Regions from separate parts of the Cricetulus griseus genome. Here region 2 is linked to region 1. The links are chromatin contacts, called in public Hi-C maps. All regions are on one chromosome and are shown on one strand. Each heading gives the region's core, a stretch centred on a gene start, on an enhancer-like site or on the middle of the called end of the contact. The rest is flanking DNA. Distances are from core to core; before and after follow the strand shown.

Region 1 (3,832 bases), core at 747-3,246:
GAATGTAACTTAGTGGTAGAGCACATTCCTAGCATGTGTGAGGTCATGGTTTTAATCCTCAGGCCCGTTGTATTTGTGTGTGTGCAGGCACACGTGTGTGCATGCATGTGCAGGCCATAGGTTGACACCAGGTGCCTTCCACAATTACTGTCCACCTTTATTTTTTGAGACATGGTCTCTCCCTGAATCCAGAGCTCACTCACAGATTTGGTAGTATTGGCTGGTCAGTGAACTAAGTGATCTCCTGCCTCGGCTCTAATCAGTACGGCAATGGGGTTAGACATTAGACACACACACTACGGCACCCAGATTTTCATGTGGCTGCTGGGGACCCAAACTCAGGTCCTGGTTACACAGCAGGTACTGTACTGACTGAGCCATCCCTCCACCTCTCTGCATGCAATTTAATTACAAGGAAGCAGAGGTCAAGCCTACATCCTGGGCCTGAGGTCTTACCATGTATCTCTGCATCCAGAAAGATTCATCTGTGCTCTGTAAAATCAAAGCAAAACAGCTCTGTTGAGCATACCCTGAGCTCCTTGGGCAAGGCTCACAGCAGACCCGGCCTTGCTGGAGGCAGTTCAGCTCTCTTGGATTATTTATAAGTTAGGTTCAGTGCAGCCCATCTAAGCAATCTAAGCTCTCCTTCAAGGCCTGGCAGTCAGCCAGGGATGCACTCAGCCTGCCCTGCATACCCAGCCGTGATTGCAGTGGTGGGAGAAGACAAGGAACCCTCTTTCCTTTTGAAGAAACTGTTTTCCTTCAGCATTACTCTGTCAAACTGTGCCCAGCACTCACGTGCCTGAAAATCTGGGGCACAAAGGAATGTTTCAATGGGAAACCCTTCAAGCCAGCAGCTTCTGACTACTAACTAATGTCTCTCATGCTCACTAGTGCTGTCAGCGGCACCTGGCAGTTTCTAAGTTCTATGCATAGCTGATGTGGATTATTTTCACTGGTGCCTCCCTCCTCCTCCCCTTCCCCCTCCCTCTCCTCTTTCCCCCCTCCCTTCACCCCTTCCCCCCTCCTTCTTTTGACAGGATCTCATGTAGTCCAGGGTGGCCTCAAGTTCGATACCTACTGGAGGATGACTCTTATCTAGACCTACCCTGGAGGAAATGAGGAGTAAGAAGCTGAGCTGGAGAGATGGCCCAGCAATTAGGAACACCTTTTGCTCTTGCAAAGGATCTGTGTTTGATTCCCCTGGGCACCCAGCACCCAACACCCACGTGGTTGCTTCAAATCATCTGTATCTTTAGTTCTGGAGGATTAGACACTCTTCTGACCTTTGACCCACATGACCAGGCATATACATAATGAACATATAAACATGCAGGTAAAGCACTCAAACACATAAAATAAAATATAAAATATAAATAAATCTAAAACATTTTTTCCTTAAAAAAGAAATTGTAGGGCGTGCTAGAGGCGCTTGCTGTGCAAGTATGAGGACCTGAACTCCATTCCCAAACCCCATGTGAAAAGCCGGGCACTGTGGAAATACTTGTAATTCCAATGCTGGGGGGCAGAGACAGGCAGATCCCCAGGCTCACTAGACAGCCATTCTAGCCTATTCGGTGAGTTCCAGACTAGACAAGGTCTCAGAAAAGGATGGCTGGCTCTTCGGGAATGACATCAGAGGCCACCTTCTGCATGTACACCACAACCCCCACCCTCACTATAGGACTGTTTTGTTCTGGGGCCAGGACTTGGACCAGACAGTGATCTAAGGTGACACTGTTGAAGCAGAGTCTGTCTCAGAAAGGCCGCTCTGTTGGTGAGGAGAGAGAAAAGCAGGTGAGGAGCCCTGCTCCTATGTGGCTGAGGCACTCAAAATTCTTGGCCTTGTTTCCCCTGCATCCACATCTTGAGTGAAGGAAAAAAGGAGCTGTATCGGCACTGGGCTCTCAGGCAGAGAAGGCTGGATCTACAGCTGCAGTCCAGCATCAAGCCAGAGGGTTAGTGTCAAAGGCTTTCCCCTAGCCTCAGGCGAGGAGGAGGGATGAGTCATGCCTTCCTACTGAGGAGAAGAATGTAACCAAATGCCTCCTTCACCACTGAGTCAGGACTCGGAAGTGCCACTTTTAGAAGTCTCTGGAGGCTTAGAGCTGGTGAATCAGAATATCCAGTACTGAGCTAGACTTTACCAAAGCCTGAAATCCAAGAGCAGAGCCTGGCACACGGAGCACACACAATAGACAGGCACTGCCTACACAGCCCCCTGGGCCTGTAGACCTACCTCCTTCAAGGAGACTTAACCCTATGGAATTAAAGTGTGCTGCACTCCCTGGAAAGTGTGCAGGGGACTGGGCTCAGGCTACATTGGAGAATGTAGTGATGGGGCCCAGGCTGCAGTAAGTGGTACATGATGTGACATTGCCTTAAGTTGTCACCACATCACCTGTTCAGTGTAACTCAGGGATCTCTGAAAACAACAGCAACTTCTCACACTTGCTTGCAGCAGGAGTATGCTGGTAGCATTCCTAGGAAACTAGCTTAGAATATGTGGCTGATCCTCACAAGGGTCTGGGTAGAGGAATGGTTAGCCTGCTCTTGTCTGTCTGTCTGTCTGTCTGTCTGTCTGTCTCTCTCTCTCTCTCTCTCTCTCTCTCTCTCTGTGTGTGTGTGTGTGTGTGTGTGTGTGTGTGTGTGTGTGTGTGTGTGTGTTTCTCTGTCTCTCAGCATCTCTGTTGAGCATATAACCAACCATGGCCACTTGTGCCCAGCCCAAGAGTTAAGGTTAGAAAATTTCTGGGGTGGGACTGGTCAGGGTGCTGTGCTTGGCTGGTTACACAGAGGCATGGTGCCTGCGCTTCTGAAGAGGAGACCCTACAGGGACTGACAGATTCTGGAGAGAGGCTGAGAATAAAGGAATGTGTCAAAGAGGGTGACTGCTGAACGAAAGCTGGGCCTCTGTGGAGAGGCCCAGTCAACCCTTCCTGGAATCTGTAATTCCCCTTAGGACTTGAGGCAGAAGAGCCTGACTGTCTGTACAAGGTCCCCATCCTGACTCTTAAATTAATTAAGAGCCAGAATTTCATGTAGCCTGGTCTCTCTATGTTGCCGAGGATGGATTTGAGCTTCTAATCCTCCCGTGTCTACTTCCCATGTGCTGGAATTACAAGTGTGCACTACCGTGCCTGGTTTGTGCAATGCTGGAGATAGAATCCAGGGCCTCTGTGAATGCTACTCCAGCATTTTACCAACTCACCCACATCTCTGGTCCCTATATGGGCTTTTAAAGCTGTCTTTAAGTCCTTTTCAAATACCTAGCAGGTAGGTTTTATTTCCCTGTCTGCAGAGAGGCCAAGTGACACAGTTAAGATGACAATGACTGGGCCTGGGAAGTGGCCTGTGTATGTTGTGTGATGTGTGACTTATCCAGGCCTGCTCAGTGATCTGTGGCTCGCCAAGCAAGTATCCAAACTTCCCTATCCTCTGTGGAGTGAACAGTGCCACTGACTCCTGTCTCACTGCAACCTGTGGCCATCCTGACTGAGGGGCTGCCCAACAACCTGGGCCACATGGAAGGATGGCACCCTGGCCTTATCCAGGAAGAGCACAGAGCTCCTGAGGACTGGCCCGTTGTACCTGGGCAAGGTTGTGTGCCACTTCTCAGTTTGGAACCCAGAAAAGGGACACACGCTGCATTTGTAACATCCATTAGGCTGCCAGCACCCTGCTCCCCAAATGCTTTCTTGTCCACGCCCTGGTGAAAGTGAAGAGTAGATTTGACCACAGTGCAGTTGTTACTAGAGTTGTGTGGGCCCTACTAGCTCCAACAAGCCATATGCAACTTACTGTTTTCAATAGTAGAATTAAACAGATAAGT
Region 2 (3,832 bases), core at 758-3,257, 640 kb before region 1:
GAAAGCAACCAGACTTAACCCTGTCAAATGGTGGGACAAATTAAATGTTTTGTCATTTAGGAGGTTCCGTCCGGAATTTTGGACACAGCTACAGCTAGTGCACTACTTGTTATCTGAATTACATGTAGTTCGGAGAATAATGTGGAGCACGGCCTCCAGGGACAAATGGCTGCTGCTAGTATGAACTCTCAGCAGCTTGCATCTGTAAGTTGCTTGTGGTCTTGCGGGTAACACCAATTAAATTCATTGGCTCACCAAGCTAGACTTGAATGGTGTTGTTTCTTTGTTTTTTGTTGGTTTCTTTCTTATGTGGATGAGCAGATATTTGTTCATCTCCCCCAAGGAAAGTTAACAATGATTGGTCCAGAAAAAAAAAATCATTTAAGTCACTAACATGAGAGAGATCCATGTCATAGCCACCCCAATGTTGTCTGCACTAACTACAATAACACTTGTTGCCAAAAATATGGGTCCCGTGTGTGTGTGTGTGTGTGTGTGTGTGTGTGTGTGTGTGAGTGTGTGTGTGTGTGTGGTGTGTGTGTGTGTGTGTGTGTGTGTGTGTGTGTGTGTGTGGTGGAGGGCTGGCATTCCGGAAGCTTATTGCTTGTTCACTAACAGTCCCAGCCAGTATCTCTTGATGAACAGGTAGGTTTCCTCCACAATCAGTTGGAGAGAAAAGTTACTGCATTTGCTCCAGCTTCAGCCTGCATAGCATGGGGCAGCACTAACACTTCAGAATGTTTGGTTCAAAAGCAGTCAGCTGGCCACATCAGGCACTGTGTCTAGGAAGGAGGGGAAGGGGGTTGTCCTGAGTGGGCTTTGTCCCAGGGTGTGTGTCTCTCTTAGAGGAAATAGTCACATAGATTACTCCCATGTCAATGCCACCTGATACTTCTGTCTGGATTATTTTCATTTGGTGTGTGTGTGTGTGTGTGTGTGTGTGTGTGTGTGTGTGTGTGTGTTACTGAAGACTAAACCTAGGGCTTCGAACATATTACAAAAGCACTCTACCCCTGAGCTATATCCCAAACCCACTCACTGGTTCTCAAGGTGACATTAGCACTGTCATCTCTGTGTGACAACTACAGTTACACTGGAATTAGCATAGTATAGCAGAGGAATAGGATTCTAGGAAGAGAAACTGAATATCACTCTAAAAAATTAGCCAGTTTCAGTATGGAAAGAAATCAGAAGTGGGTACAAGACAAGGGCCTGACTTTCTTGATCATTTGATTGAGTAGGAACAATTCACTAACCATTATGTGAGTCAGTGCATTTTGTTTTCCATTCAAGAAATTTGACCACTTCGTTTAGATTCTGAAATATATTGGTACAACTTAATAGGGAGCCACGGACACTGCAAAGAATTGAGATTTCCATTCTTTCTGCAGCGAAGCCAGAGAAGGATGAGGGGAACAGCTGACTGGATTTGAATTCCTGCATGCCCTGCTGGTATCTGTGACCCCACCATCGGGGGAATGAGAGCTTCCTAGATCCTTTCTCCACTCGAAACAGCCGAACCAGAATCATAGACATACAGAGTCTGAGCTCCAGCGTCTTACTCTTAAATCCTGTACACTGATTTCATCAACACGCCACCCCCAAAACAATGAGTTCAAGAATTGTACTTTAATCTAGCAGTATACTAGTTTGAACCGCCAAACCCCGGCGTACATGCATGCAGTTCTTTATCGTGCACACCAGAGGGCATCGTGTGACCACTTACTGCAACGGTGTGGTCTCCCTTCAACAGTTTGCGGAGATAGCCAGCCATATGCAGAAAACGTTTTCCAACCCTAGACGATTCTTTACAGCAAGATCGGCGGTTAATACTGAGGCCATAAACTGCAAAATAGCTTTATTTAGAGTCTCAGGAACTGCTATTTGGAAGGCTGATTTGGGTAAAGCCAAACGTATAGCCAAAAGAAAGAACAAAAGACTTGGTTAAAGAAATCAAAAGCTACAACAGTTGGAGGAGTGAGAGCCCCAAGCGTCAGAACTGATTGGCCAGTTATAGTTACAGGCGTGGCTCTGGCTCCATCAGTGCATAGTGCTAGCTCAGGAGCAAGAGTTTAGCTGGTCCCTGGGCTCTGTTTTAAACAGTTTCTTAAATGGAATTTCTAATGTTTCCAAAAGGGTACTTATTTGCTAATTGCTCTTCTTATTTTATTTAGAAGTATTTAAAATTTCCCTACAAGTAGCAATGTAAGGCTATTCACTCACCAAAAAACTTAGGTGACCCTGTGTGCAGAAATGGGGGGAAAGAAAAGAGAATGAGAGAGGACCTTAGACTTGATGCTAGTTAGTTTCTATCAACTTGACACAACTACAGTCCTTTGGGAAGACAGAATCTCAATTGAGAAAATGCCTTCATCGGATTGGTATTTTATCACAATAGAAAAGCAACTAATACAGCCTCATTCTGTATCCAGGAGCATGCTTTAGGCAGAAGTATAGGACGTTGCTGAACCTAGGCTGTGCAGAGTAGGAGGCCGGGGCGGGGGGGGGGGGGGAGGGAGGGGGGGAATACTCAGGCACATTAGAGGAGGGAAAAGGACATTTGTAACAGCCCAAAGCTGTTTTTGTTTCCAGCATTTGTCTCAACACGGAAGTGGCTGGAGGCAGAATGGAGTAGCTTTCCTGGAGATCATAGCTTTCCATCCAGGTATCACTCGTTGGTCTGCTAGGAGGTAAGGCTTGGTCATTCATAGCTGCCTTCCAGCCTTGGGAACTAGAAGTCAGGCAGGTTCTCTCCCTCTTTCCCCCAGACTGTCTAAAGTGGCCTTCTTAGCATGAGGCTCCCTCTGCTCTGATGGAACAGGAATCCTAGAATCAAGTACTAAGAGGCTTCATCTATCATGATTATACATATAAGGAAATGGAGGCCTAGGGAGTAGGTTTTCATACAAGGTCAAACAGGGCATCAGTGTTAGCCAGGGTCCTGTTTCTGGGTCCTCTCCCTAGATGTTTATATGAGACCAGGACCCATGCCTGAGCAACTTATGGAGCCCTGTTGCCACTCATGATATGCTGGATGTCACAAGTCTGAGTTCCACTGATTGAATCAAGTCTGGTGGGTACCAGTGCTAATTGGAATTTTCTGTGTATGTCAACTTGATACAAGCTGGAAGTCTTTTTAGAAGAGGGAACCTCAATTGAGAAATTGGCTCCATCAGATTAGCCGATAGACAAGTCTGTAGGTTATTTTCTTGATAAATGATTAATGTGGGAAGACACACCCCAACTATGGGTGGTGCCACCCCTGGGCAGGTACTCCTGGGTTGTATACAACAGCAAGATGAGCAAGCAATGGAGAGCAAGGTGGTAAGAAGTATGCTTCCAAGACTGCTTCACTCTGCTTCCAGGTTCCTTCCCTGACTTTCCTCAGTGAAGGGAATGTGACCTAGGAGTTGTAAGAGAAAATAAATCCTTGCCTTTCCTCTGTGTTGGTTTCACTCAGAATTTTATCACAGCAACAGAGAAGCAAACTGGGGCAGACTTTAACACAACAAAATAATAACTGAAAGCTAAAGATGGCTCAACTGTACAGCACTAGTCTTACAACCAGGGGAACCTGAGTTCCTTCTTCATGACCCATGCAAAAAGCCAAGCAAGGTGGTCTGAGCTTTATAAGCCCAGTGGTGATGAGACAGGAGGATCTAGAAGGCCAGCTACCCTGGCCTACCAGGCAGAGTTCCAGGCCAATGACACACTGTCTCAAACAAAAAGGTAGAGGCATCAGAACACTGAGAGCCAAGGCTGCCCTCTGACCTCTATGCATGCACCCATGCACATGTAAATGTGCACTCATTCACACACACAAAGGTAATTG

Evidence for each region. A called contact is a pair of places that touch in the nucleus more often than the background predicts.
Region 2: a Hi-C map of the CHO-K1 cell line shows a contact between it and region 1, with 7 times the contacts expected there. The contact joins two enhancer-like sites. A contact is called at or near these places in 4 of 8 Hi-C or Micro-C datasets (the CHK-Q cell line, the CHO-K1 cell line and fibroblasts).

The regions. Positions count from the first base shown.
Region 1 is chr3:233,451,570-233,455,401 of CriGri-PICRH-1.0, reverse strand. No RefSeq gene overlaps it. Among named protein-coding and RNA genes, the nearest start is that of Larp4b, 94 kb to the right of the region's middle. Within about 2 kb of position 1,996, at least 5 of the 6 cell types and tissues checked have open chromatin away from gene starts, as enhancers often do. A contact at or near this core is called in the CHO-K1 cell line, where this site is marked.
Region 2 is chr3:234,093,561-234,097,392 of CriGri-PICRH-1.0, reverse strand. No RefSeq gene overlaps it. Among named protein-coding and RNA genes, the nearest start is that of Chrm3, 17 kb to the left of the region's middle. Within about 2 kb of position 2,007, at least 2 of the 6 cell types and tissues checked have open chromatin away from gene starts, as enhancers often do. A contact at or near this core is called in the CHO-K1 cell line, where this site is marked.